Linked DNA regions of Hordeum vulgare: all the other regions are linked to region 3. A link is a contact called in public Hi-C data. All regions are on one chromosome and are shown on one strand. Each heading gives the region's core, a stretch centred on a gene start, on an enhancer-like site or on the middle of the called end of the contact. The rest is flanking DNA. Distances are from core to core; before and after follow the strand shown. Region 1 holds the start of LOC123407628 (U-box domain-containing protein 35). Region 2 has its middle 20 kb from the start of LOC123412097. Region 3 holds the start of LOC123407526 (pentatricopeptide repeat-containing protein At3g14580, mitochondrial-like).

Region 1 (3,984 bases), core at 1,304-3,803, 280 kb after region 3:
AGTCCCATTCAACGGCTATAACAGATGAATGAGATATACCTAAAAGAGTAAAATGCATCATAAGTCCTAAAACTATCGAAGGTGTGTCACTTTAGTCCTATAACTTTGAAACTGTAGTTTTGTGTCCTAAAACTATTAAAGATGTGTCAATAGTCCTATAACTTCAACACTGCAATTTGGGTCTTGAAACCATTGGAGATCCGTTCGTTTAGTCCTATAACTTCGAAACTGCCGTTTTGGGTCCCAAAACTATGTAAATTTGTTCATCTTAAGTCCTAAGCTTGCATGGCCAGCATTAAACCACCGACAAGACCCTTGGAGATGCTTGGACCATGTTGACCCAATTGACCCACCAGGTTAACTTATGAAAGGTAAATATGCAAAAAAAACTAGAACTTTATTTCTCCTCATATTTACATCCTTGTCTTCTCCCAAGCATAGAATGTTCAGAGACAACAATACATAAGCCATTAGCGGCATGGTGGCTTGAGATCCAGCGAGGAGGTTAGACCGGTCATCTCAGCCTCACCCAACAGTAGAAGAACAGCACTCACACAATGTCCAATTGCTACCCACATGAGTTTTTTGTTGGGGCTGCATCACTCTCACTGACTTTTGCGCTAGCTTTATGGCTTTCGGGCACTCCTCTACGTCGTCAGGCATCAACGACAATTCCCCACATGTGGCCTTGCTCGTGCCCAAACAAGAACATGCACGACCAACTCTATGACAAGGTTGTCGTGAGAGAGAGAGAGGGTGAGTGGGATGGAGTCCTTCATCTAGATTTTCTCGGGATCGCCCCAGTGGCCGCGCCAAGGAGAAGGATGTCGTCCTCCATGTCAACTGGCCCAGGGTCTCCCTGGCAGCCGCTCCAAACCTCTTAGTGAGGCTGCCCTGCGGCTCATGGCCACGCAGGCGATGGATGTGCAGGTTGGAGCAAACACTGCCACATGAAAGTGTATGAGCCATTTTTTATGAAGTAAATACATATAAGGGGCTCGTTTGAAAAAAATGCATCATGGATGTTGGTCATGAAGCTTAAGATCTGGGATGAGCAAACTTACATAGTTTTGTGACCCAAAACTGCACTTTTGAATTCATAGGACTAAAAGTGACACGCCTCCGATAGTTTTAGGACCTAAAACTATAGTTTTAAAGTAATAGGACTAAACTGACGCACCTCGATAGTTTTAGGACCAAAAACTACAGCTTGAAACTTATAGGACTAATTTGACACATCTTCGATAGTTCTAGTACTTGTAATGCATTTTACTCTAATTAAAACTCAGCTAGATGAGTTCTAGCAAAACCGTTAGAAAATACTACTTTAATTTTTCTGTAATAATAATACTAGCACCTTTTTATTACTACTAGCAAAAGGGTCCGTGCGTTGCAATGGAAGAAAAAATACCACATATTTTTAATCTTTTTATAATCATTTTGATTTATTAAAATAATAAGCTAACTAACTAATGTAGTCAGTCCTATCCTATTTTGTTGAGAAATCAACCCGTCCATTGTTAATTCCACCATGATGAGAAATTGAGCGGGACAAGCAAAGCAAAACAACGAGGCTACGTGAATTGATCAATGGACTGTTATCTTATTTCACTCATGGGGTAGAGAATGTGGGATCAGATGACAAACTGAAGGTGGTGTTCCATTCTCTCTCTCTACAACAATGCAATCTTACATTTAATACATTCATTCATCAGCAAACAAATTTCCACAAAACAAAATTTCTTGCCGGTGCTTGGCACACGGTTGGAGGCATGGGGAGGGGATCTCACCAGATGATGAGTTCCTGCCGGAGGAGGGGATACGATGAGGGGAGCAAGGGTTAGGCGCCTCTATCTGGCCATAAGGAGTCGCCGTTGCCGCGCCATAACCTCGGAGTTCCCCGTGTGAGCCATGGAGGCCCGCCTCCACCTGCAAGTACTTCGCTCCGTCGCGCCTTATCCGCGCGCCGCCGTCGTTCTGCATCGAGCAGACGCATCATCCCAAGTCGCTGTAGCTGTCGCGTTGATTTGATCCAGAAGCTCTGCTCGAGCGCCGAAACAGGGGCAGCAAGCGGGCAGAGGTACGACCACGGAGGCGGGTGGGTTGAGATCGACAACAGTGGTGGTTGAGGTCGGCCGCGGCAGCGAGTGGTGTGGCAGCGGCCTGGGCACATGCCAGGGTGGACCAGGGTCGACGCGATGCGCTCGAGCGCCGCAACGGGGCACTGAGCGGGGAGAGGTACAACCGCGGAGGCGGGTGGGTTGAGATCGGCAGCGGTGGCGGTTGAGGTCGGCCGCGGCGGCGAGTGGTGTGGCAGCGGCCTGGGTACAGGCCAGGGTGGCCCAGGGTCGACGAGAGGAGGCGATGCGTATGGGTATAATTTTTGCAGCGAACCGTTTTTTCCTTTTACGTTGTAGATAAATGATTAAGCGCGGGTTGAATAACAAAAATTACATTGGCTTTTTTATAAAAATGCCGTGGTGTGTTTTTTTACTACCCGCTTTATTATTAGGTATAGAGTATAGATATAGATAGATATACAAATCTTTAGGAAAAAGTCAAACTAGAACATATACACACGACCCCTTGCCCCTTCCAACTGGCCGCATTTGAGACGAAACAGAGTACACAAGACAAGGCCCTCCTCCTCCCTTCTCTCCATTGCTCCATCTCACGCCCACCACGAGCTAGCTACTACTACTGTCCCATCAGGGAGGCCGGCCAGGAAGATCGAGGCATGGCCGAGGCCGTCCGGGACGACCATCGCGGCGTGGTCGACATCGTCGAGGACGACGACACCGGCCTGCACCCGAGCAATCACGGCGACAGCACGTGGGAGATAGAGGAGCTGGAGCCGGAAGACCGGACGGCCGGGCCGCCTCCTCGCCTTTCTCCCCGGGCAGCGGCCACCTCCGACGCCGACGACGTGTACGTGGCGGTGGGCAAGGGCGGGTCCAGCATGGCGGCGCTGTCGTGGGCGCTGCGGCGGCTCGCGAGGCCGCGGAGCTTCGTCTACCTTGTGCACGTCTTCCCCGTCGTCGCCACCATCCCCACCCCATGTAATCAAGCAACCCTCTTCTCCCACTTTACTACCTCCTGAATCAAACCTTTTCTCCTGTCTGTTCACCTTAGCATTGTGAGATCGATGAAGCCATCCAAGCATTTACCAGCTGCCTGCATGCGGCAATCAAAACAGTAACGATTTTGCAACATGAATGAAAAGGTAAAAAGTTACTGGCAGTCAAAGTGTTACGTTAAGATCGACGGCTAACATTCCGAAACAGTTGGTAGGAACGTAGAAACAAGTCTGGTCTTGGATCGACCACCAATTGGTCCCAGAAAAGGGTGGTTGAAAACAAGGTCATGTTCTTGGACTGGCCTCAAGAGGATTTTTTGGCTTGTATGATTGGAACTTTTCAAAGGCGGCACCGCCAGTCCACCACACCTGGCTGGCTGCTAGGGGTTTTGGAGCTTCCGTGAAGAAGAACGACTGGAAAAGTCGGCCCGTCGCGAAGCTGCAATCGAGGAAGTTCTAAAGTGTTGTTGATGATGCTGACCTAGGTTTTCATCCACTGACTCGCACTTTTCGTTAATCATTTACTGATTATATGGCCCACTGTGCTTTTTCATGGATTGATTTGTTGTCGGACTCACACTTGTCAGTGTTAATTATACTGACTAGATGGACATAATGTTCTCCCAAGGACAACTACATGGTTAATTTGATGCTGTTACTTATCAGGTTCTTGCTTAAAAAGGAGATTAGAGTTACCATCTTACATCTCCAATGTTTTTCCTTTGGCAAAGTACATGTCTGATGATAGCCACAAAAGGGAGAGAATGAATGCTTTTGGTAGACCTTGTAGAGAAAAGGCATAGTGTTTGTGCTAGGTATCGTTTTCCAAGTATATATTCACAATCATTTTACAAAAAAAATAAATATTCTCAGCTATCAGATCAAACTTTTTAGCTCACGACTACTGG
Region 2 (4,228 bases), core at 76-2,575, 450 kb after region 3:
GGGAAACCCTAGATTTGGGTCTTCCGGATCGTACGATGATGTCGTTTGCAATATCGCTTTTCCTTATGGGGGCATCATTTTGGAGCAAGTGATGGATGGAGGGGACAAGACGAGTAGCAGTGTTGCATCTACCGCAGGGCCGAAGACGGATCACGACGGCATGGTGCTGCGGAGTTTTGACGACGGGCGCGTGTGGATGGACACGTGAAGGATGGTGGCGTTGTCTGACGTCGTGGTGGCGTCGACGACAGGCCAGGCAAGGTCGATGCGTCAGTCCCTGCTCTGGAGATGGACAGGCGGAAGATGGCGGCAGCAGTGAAAGTGTGTCGACCCAGTCCCGATATGTGGCTGGGTTGGAGCATCCTGCTATAGATGTTAGGTATTGATGCCATGTGTATTTGATATTAGGTCCGAATATTTGACACTCCTTCATCAAGAGGATAGGAGTAGCAATATGTGTTGGCTAAATGACGGATCCAAACTGAATAATGTATTATCTTGTATAATCCTTATAAATAATTAATAGAATGACTTCACGGTGTTTAGATGAAAAGACCGGAGTACATCCTCCTTTTAAAAAAAAGCGCATCTCAGTCATGACAAAACACAAACGGATCGAGCAGAGCGCAAGGCCACATGCTCATTATCCTCTCACTGACACACCCTACTACTCTAAAACCAAATCCAAGTTAATGACCACCGTCTCAAAACATCACCAATAAGAGTCACACACTGCAGTAGCGAGTAGGTGCTGCCGGCTGTCAAGTGGCATTCAGGGTGGCCCAGCGCAAACATTACTTTTTTGTGGTGACAATGCGAAAGACACGGCCCATTGAGTTTTTTCCTTCCTTCTCTTTGTAAACATGACATGGTCCATTTTAGTTGGACCCCATGAATTAGAGTTGCACCAGTGTGCGAATTAAGCGGGTTCGGCATCATAGTCATGCAGGGCGGTGATGATGATAGCAGCCTACAGCAGTTCATAGCATTAAGAGCGGGACCATCATAAACGGTGCTAACATCTCAGTCAGGTTAATTGCCTCCTCTAGTAACTCACAAGTCCTAACATTGCTCAACTTGAGTTGACTTGAACCCACCGAGTCTCAAGTCTCAACCAATCGAAATTCCCACGCATCGCGCCTTGGACCATCGAAGCTCCGAGGATAAAACAAGATCCGTTTAGCAGCATGCTTTGCATCTTAACTCGTTTGTATCTTATGCAAGATGTCAGTGTGCATAGATTATCAGCATAGCCCATACTAGCGTGTGTGGCCTAGGCAGATTGTTCTGAGAAGAGTGAGCCAGCCAGCCAATGTCCACGTGACCACACAGAGTTTTACGAGTTATCTGTGGGGGCTGGGCTTACTGAGACGAACCAAGATCAATGTGGGGACCCTGGAATCCCGAGAAGAAAAATCCTCTCACTTGGAGAACGCAACGCGATGCAACAGTTAGAAAGGCGGGCATCCAATGCATCCATCCATCCATCCTCTGATGATTTGCCAAAGAGCACGTGATGCGACGGGCCTAATCAGACGGCTTTATTTAATTATAATTACGTGGTGAGCATGCAGACACATAGTATGGTTTTGCGGTGGTGCCGCCGTCGAAATCAAACACGGCGTTACGACTTTGTTTGCGTCCAATCCAATGAATGTGGATGGTTGGATAGATAGATACCGGGGCATGTTCATGAACCGCCGCAGCGGCCGAACGCTGCTGCTGAAGAAAATGGTCCCCGGTTTGGAAAATTTTGCTGAAGAAATCGACACCTAGAGATGTGGTACAGTCCTGAAGGAAAACATTGCACATTGGCAATGAAAAATGCCTATCATCTTTGATACAGTGTCATCCAAGGGTCTTCTGCTCCCAACTTGTGCCGTGGAGGGTGGCCTGTGGGGCAAACTCACAACTCACAATCTATGTTTAAACAAAAAGCATCTATGATAATTTCATGTACGTTTCGCAACCTTGCTAGGCGACTCCACAAGAGCAAGACTCCGGCCCTCTTCTTCAAGCTTGATATCCGCAAGGTCTTCGACACCGTCAAGTGGGAATATTTGCTCGAGCTACTACAACGGGGAGGTTTCCCTAGCAAATTCAGGGACTGAATCGCAGCACTCCTTACACTAGTAGAAAAAGGGCATTTAGCCTCGGTTCGGATGGACCATTAGTCCCGGTTCTCGAACCGGAACTAATGCTAGCCCCGGTTCGGCCCCGAACCGGGGCTAATGGCCTTCCACGTGGCGGGGCGGGGAGCGAGGGGGGAGGGGTATTAGTCCCGGTTCGTATTACGAACCGGGGCTATTTCTTCGCTGTTATTTTTAAGAAATTTTTGGGTTTAGGGTTTTGCACTAAATTGGATGGGGCTATTTTGCTGTTCCCTATTTTTCCATTTATTTCTTTTGGGCATTTTTTAATTTTTGTTTTGCATTAAATTGGATTGCACATACACAACAATAAAGAAACAACTATATTGCACATCGTCACGAATATATTACACCATCTCATATCCGTCGTGCTTTGTCGAACGTAATTACAAAATGTAGACACGAGTTACATGCACATATATGCATCTCCTTTACACTATATCATTTCATATCTTTTCCATCAAATGGCAATAGTATTCTCCCTTGGGATCTAGGACCTCTGCATCAAAGAATCTGGCAACTTCCTCTTGAATTGCTCGTACACGTTCCTGTGGTAGAAGACCGTCCCGCAACCGTTCGATCTAATTTAAAGAATGGGTCAATATATATTTCAATGAAACCGAACACAATTCACGGTAATAAAATAAAGATGTGAGTATTGTTTATCGTACTTCGATTTTTTGATGTCTCGTGTTTTGCCCTTCTCATGGGTCGTCTGGCGAATGAACTCGCAAACATAGTATCCACATAAATTGTTCTCGTGTTCCTCCCTCAAGCACTTTACGAGAACAGAGTTCAATCAAAAACATAATCAAGAATTGTAATGGTATTGAAACTAGAATAAAGAGATGCGCGGATCTAGCTAGTAGTTACTTACATTTATTTGTTTAAATGTAAGCTCTGGCTTTCAATCACCCCGAGTCTTGGCGGTGAACCGTTTTCAAGCCCTGCCAAGAAAAGGAAATGAATAAAGGAGTTATGTATTAATTCATGTTGCTATCAGGAAATGAACGAAAGTTGCCGATGTAGTGCCATAATGATTGAAATTACTTCTGGAGGCATTGCTGCATGTTCGTCCATTCAGTGAGGGGTGTGCATTTCAGGTCCATGACTATTACTTGTCCTTTGTCAGGTATAATGATTAACAAAATAAAGTGGAACATGCGCACGCATAACGAGGCAATTATACGTACACTTATAATAACATCGAGTAAGCAAAAATAGAATGTGTGTATAGTAACACTCACTTGAAGTTGTAAGAAAATAGTATTTCCCTTTTGGTACTGCAAAACCTTAACGCTTGTACCAAGTTATTCTCTGTCTCGCGGGGATTCGATTCGACACTTTGGTGATGATTGTAATTTGGGCCAATGAACCCAATGTCATAGATTTGTCCTCTTTTGCATTCGAGAATCTTCATTCTGCAAAATTAATATAGTGATGAGTAAGATTATACATGCAAGAACGAGTTGAGTAAGACTTAATGACATAAATTAATAATGCTTACAAACAATAGGCACTGATGATAGTTTTGTCGAGGGCGTCTTGTTTGTATAACTGAAATAATTCTTGGAATTCAATCATCATCACGCCTCGTCCACTCCCGAAATGCTCGTCTTCATATGCTAAGTAGAGCCAGTTTTTCGATTGATCACATGCTTGCATGTACCAGTCATGCAATCTTCGCATTTTTGTTGGTAGCTCTTTAACTAACTCAGGTTTGACCAAAGGACACCTGTACTGGTACATGTATTCTAAGTCAGTGAATACCTCTAAATGGGTTAAGTACTCATCAATAGACATGCCTTGAGCCTTGGCCGCTTCTCCGTAGTGTGCAAGAAATTCCGGATCGATGTCATCTGTTTTATCATTCCTCTACTGGACCGCATCTCTGCTCGAGCACACATTTATATCGGAATACACTTTGAGCGGGGGGCACGATTGGTTTTTCTGTTGTTCGAGCTGGGCAACTGATTTCCCGCTGGACGTACTAATCTTCAACTGCTGCTTTTTAGCCTGAGCCGACTGGATAATAGAGCGTTCATAGTCTGCTGGCAACGGTGGCGGGGGATCTTCAA
Region 3 (3,828 bases), core at 7-2,506:
CACTGTGTGCATTTTAAAACCGATCTGAAAAACCATAGCGAATATAAATTGAACCGAACCAATTTTATGGTTTTTATGGTTTATGGTTCCGATATACTATGAACTTTTCATACTGTTTTGAATTTTGGTTTTTATGGTATATATAAAAAAACCGAATGGATAACAGAATAAACCGAAATAAAAAACATATTTATATATCTTGGGGCAAATAACCATACAAGTAGTTATTTTTTGGACAAAAGCTAGATTTCCTGTTAAGCGCATCTATGTTTCTTGTAACATAGTCATATTTCTCGTGAAAAGAATTCCAAGCACGTCCATGACCATTGAATACATGCATGCATATACACTTGCATATAGTTATATACTCTTTGTATAAAAGAATATGTGAACTGAGTCACAAATTTGTAAATTGTTATGTGTCACTTTCCAATTCGTGTAAACTTTGATTTTTATGGTATATACCAATTCATGCCAAAATAATTTGGTATATATCGAAACCGAACCGTATCTAAAATTCATACCGTATTTACCGAAGTATTAATACTGTTCAAACTGAAAAACATATAAATCGAGCCATGTAAACCGAATAAACCGAACGCACAAAGTGAATACCAAAGACTGGAGACATTTTCTTTGGATTCCTTGTGTGTTTGGGCCCACACCCTCAGCCCATTGAAATCGAAATTAGATTAGTGCTGCAACAACTGTGTCGATTCTTGTCTCAAAAAAAAAAAGCTGTGTCGATTCAATACGGATAGAACTTATGAGGTTAGTGATGCGAAATGTGTTACTACTTGGTTGTTGGTGGCGCGTATCCTCAATGCAATTATATAAATGGAAAATGGCAAGGATTCGCCCTTTACCATTGAAACCAGCAATGAAAAAACACTAACATAAACTATTGACCGGAGCCGAGGCATTGTTAATTATGAAGATCACAAATCATAAGAAAAATGTGAAGGGAAGACTAGCGAGGGAGACTGACCACAAAAGTATCTTAACTGTTTAAAGCTTTCTTAAGTCTAAATCAATTCAGGAAACAAAAGAAAAGAAAAGAAAGAAAAGAAAAAAAAGAAAAAAATTGAACGACCACGCTGGGACTCGAACCCAGAATCTCCCGCTCCGGAGGCGAGCGCCTTATCCATTAGGCCACGCGGTCATGTTGTGAGATGTCTCATAATATAGTTTATATATTAGTTTACACAAACCACACGAGTTGGGCTTTCCCTAAGAAAGAGCCCAAGGCCCACCATGCTACTAGGCGCACATCGCCGCCGCCCAGCGACGCCTCCGCCTCCGCCTCTCTTCTCCTCAGTCCTCACCCATTCGCCGCCGGCCACCGAACCTCCCCCAGCGCAGTCCACCTCCTTCCTTGCCACGCACACCCCCACCTCCCCGATAAACTCTCCAACCACTTCTCGAGTAGTCCAGCCCCGCCCCCATCCGATTCCCACTTCCCGGCGGCAGCATGTCGAGACCCCTGGCGCGGCGCGCGGTTCCCCCATTCCTGAGGCTGCGCTCCACGGCCTGCGACGACGGCCACTGGATCGGCCGGCTGGACCACAGGGACTGGCTCGCCCCGAACGAGGTGCTCAAGATCTTCGCGAGCATCAGGGACGCCGCTCTGATAACCAGCGTCTTCAGGAAGGCCTGCGCCCGGAGGGACTACAAGCCCAGCGAGGCCCTCTACGGCCTGATGATCGACCGGCTCGCCGGCGCCCGGCGGTTCGGCGACGTGGAGGAGCTGCTGGCCAGGGCGAGGGCCGAGCGGTTCAGGTTCTCGGACGACTTCTTCTACAGGCTCATCAAGATGTACGGCAATGTGGCCAACCACCCCGAGAAGGCCATGGAGACGCTCTACGCGATGTCCGAGTACGGCTGCTGGCCGTCCACCAAGACCTTCAACTATGTGCTCCACATGCTCGTGTGCAGGCGGCAGTACGAGGTTGTCCACGAGGTGTACTCCAGCGCGCCCAGGCTGGGCGTGGAACTGGACACCTGCTGCTTCAACATCCTTATCAAGGGGCTGTGCCAATTTGGGAGATTCAACGAGGCCCTTTCGCTGCTGGATGAGATGCCGAAGCAGGACTGCCGGCCTAATGCGATGACCTATTCGACCCTGATGCATTTCCTCTGCCGGAACTGCCGGGTGGATGAGGCGTTCGAGCTGTTTGAGAGAATGCGCAAGGAGGAAATCGATGCGGATACGGTTGTTTACAATATATTGGTATCTGGTCTCTGCAGAGAGGGAAGGGTGACCTCTGCATATGATCTGTTCAAGTCGATGTCGTCTCAGGGCTGCCATCCTAATTCAGGGACTTATCAGGTACTTCTTGATGGCCTTGTGGCCTCAAAGAACTTTGTGGAGGCGAAGGACCTGGTTGGTATGATGAGTGCTGAAAGTCTGAGACCTAGTTTCTCATCTTACAAGCTGCTAATTGATGGCTTCTGTAGTGTTAACTGCTTAGATGATGCACATCATGTCTTGAAGCAAATGGTGGACCAAGGTTTTGTTCCTCGGATGAGTACTTGGACAAAACTTCTTACATCCTTATGCTGAAATGTATGTTCATGCCCGTGGACCTGACAATACACTTGAGCAATGAGATTATTTTGTTACTGGAACTAGTGAACCAACCTGCTTTCTGCGTGGATTTGCATATTGAAGCCAGATCTTTTTCCGTATGGGGATTTAGCAATATCGGGTCTCAGAACGACCAAGTTCTGTTTACTGATGACCCATATACTGATGTACTTGAGAACTGAGCGCTAGCTCGGTTGGCTTGAAGCTCATGGGTGTGAGCTCGCCCACCCATGTCCAACCCGCAGGGAAGTCTCATTTTCTACCTAACTAACGGACAGTTAAAGGAGGGGCTCTTCCCCCTTTAGCCAACATTTATATACTTGTATACCTTGGTAGCCTGTTGGTTTTGTCTCTGATTTCAACATAGTGCAGGCTCCGCATTCCTCCAGTTTAAATGTGAAAATATTGGTAAGCTCATGACATTATGTTCTTTCGTTACAACTCAATATGACAATTTTTTGTATGTCTGACATTTGAAATGTGTGACATTTTTCGTTTCTCTGGACCGTACTGCTATTGAATTCCAGGCAAACAGTATGAAAGATGCATGCCATGAGGTAGCTGTTCACCTTTTATATACGAGTACCCTTTAAGCGCAGAACATCATGTTGTTTGTGATGCAGTTCTTACATTGTTCTCACCTTCTCGGTGAGACAGAATGTCCCTTAATAGCTCCTTTTCTCTTTCCTTGACTGTTTAATTGTTTAACTTGTCCTAATACTAATATAATTCTGTTCCTAGGTTCATAACCATCTTCCCAACTTTTATCTTTTGGGGCTTATAAGCTGATCATCTCTTGGAGTAAACATTAATCTCTTTACTCAAGTTGCCGTAGATCTGGTTTCAAGATAAGAATTGAGTCCATATAGAGATGGAATCTGCAAGGCCATGGCTTTGAGCTCACCGGCAACAACTAGGCCAAGGGCCACTACACCGAGGGCGCTCAGCTCATCGACTCTGTTCTTGACGTCGCCCGCAAGGATGCCGAGAAGTGCGACTATCTCCAAGGTAATAATCATACCATCTCGTCTCCCTCTCTCTTCGTGTGGATTTCTGTTAGGGATCATTCGTTTCATGTTAGATAATCAGTTTTTCTATGGCCGGCGGTGACAACAGATATATAGGATGCTTATATATCTGATAGAATGAAGATTATTCTTTCAGATCTCAGCTTCAACATACTTGTGTGCTTGTTCTTCATAGGCAGCATAAAATTCCATTGTCGCTGAGATTTCTAAGTA

Evidence for each region. Hi-C and Micro-C count contacts between places; a contact is called where the count stands out from the background.
Region 1: a Hi-C map of leaf shows a contact between it and region 3, with 5 times the contacts expected there. The contact joins the promoter of LOC123407628 here to the promoter of LOC123407526 in region 3. A contact is called at or near these places in 4 of 6 Hi-C or Micro-C datasets (leaf and seedling) and 1 of 1 datasets of contacts at active chromatin or transcription factors (embryo).
Region 2: a Hi-C map of leaf shows a contact between it and region 3, with 4 times the contacts expected there. The contact joins the enhancer-like site here to the promoter of LOC123407526 in region 3. A contact is called at or near these places in 2 of 6 Hi-C or Micro-C datasets (both in leaf).

What each region holds. Positions count from the first base shown.
Region 1 is chr7H:129,224,295-129,228,278 of MorexV3_pseudomolecules_assembly, forward strand. It overlaps LOC123407628 (U-box domain-containing protein 35), which reads left to right and starts at 2,554. Exons shown (of 4, transcript XM_045100799.1): 1 at 2,554-3,059. The coding sequence starts at 2,738.
Region 2 is chr7H:129,392,551-129,396,778 of MorexV3_pseudomolecules_assembly, forward strand. No RefSeq gene overlaps it. Among protein-coding and RNA genes, the nearest start is that of LOC123412097, 20 kb to the right of the region's middle. Within about 2 kb of position 1,326, at least 3 of the 3 cell types and tissues checked have open chromatin away from gene starts, as enhancers often do. A contact at or near this core is called in leaf, where this site is marked.
Region 3 is chr7H:128,945,953-128,949,780 of MorexV3_pseudomolecules_assembly, forward strand. LOC123407526 (pentatricopeptide repeat-containing protein At3g14580, mitochondrial-like) reads left to right here and starts at 1,257. Exons shown (of 4, transcript XM_045100686.1): 1 at 1,257-2,995; 2 at 3,115-3,144; 3 at 3,329-3,595. The coding sequence starts at 1,472. The coding sequence ends at 2,563. TRNAR-CCG (a tRNA gene) reads right to left here and starts at 1,162; the gene lies at 1,090-1,162.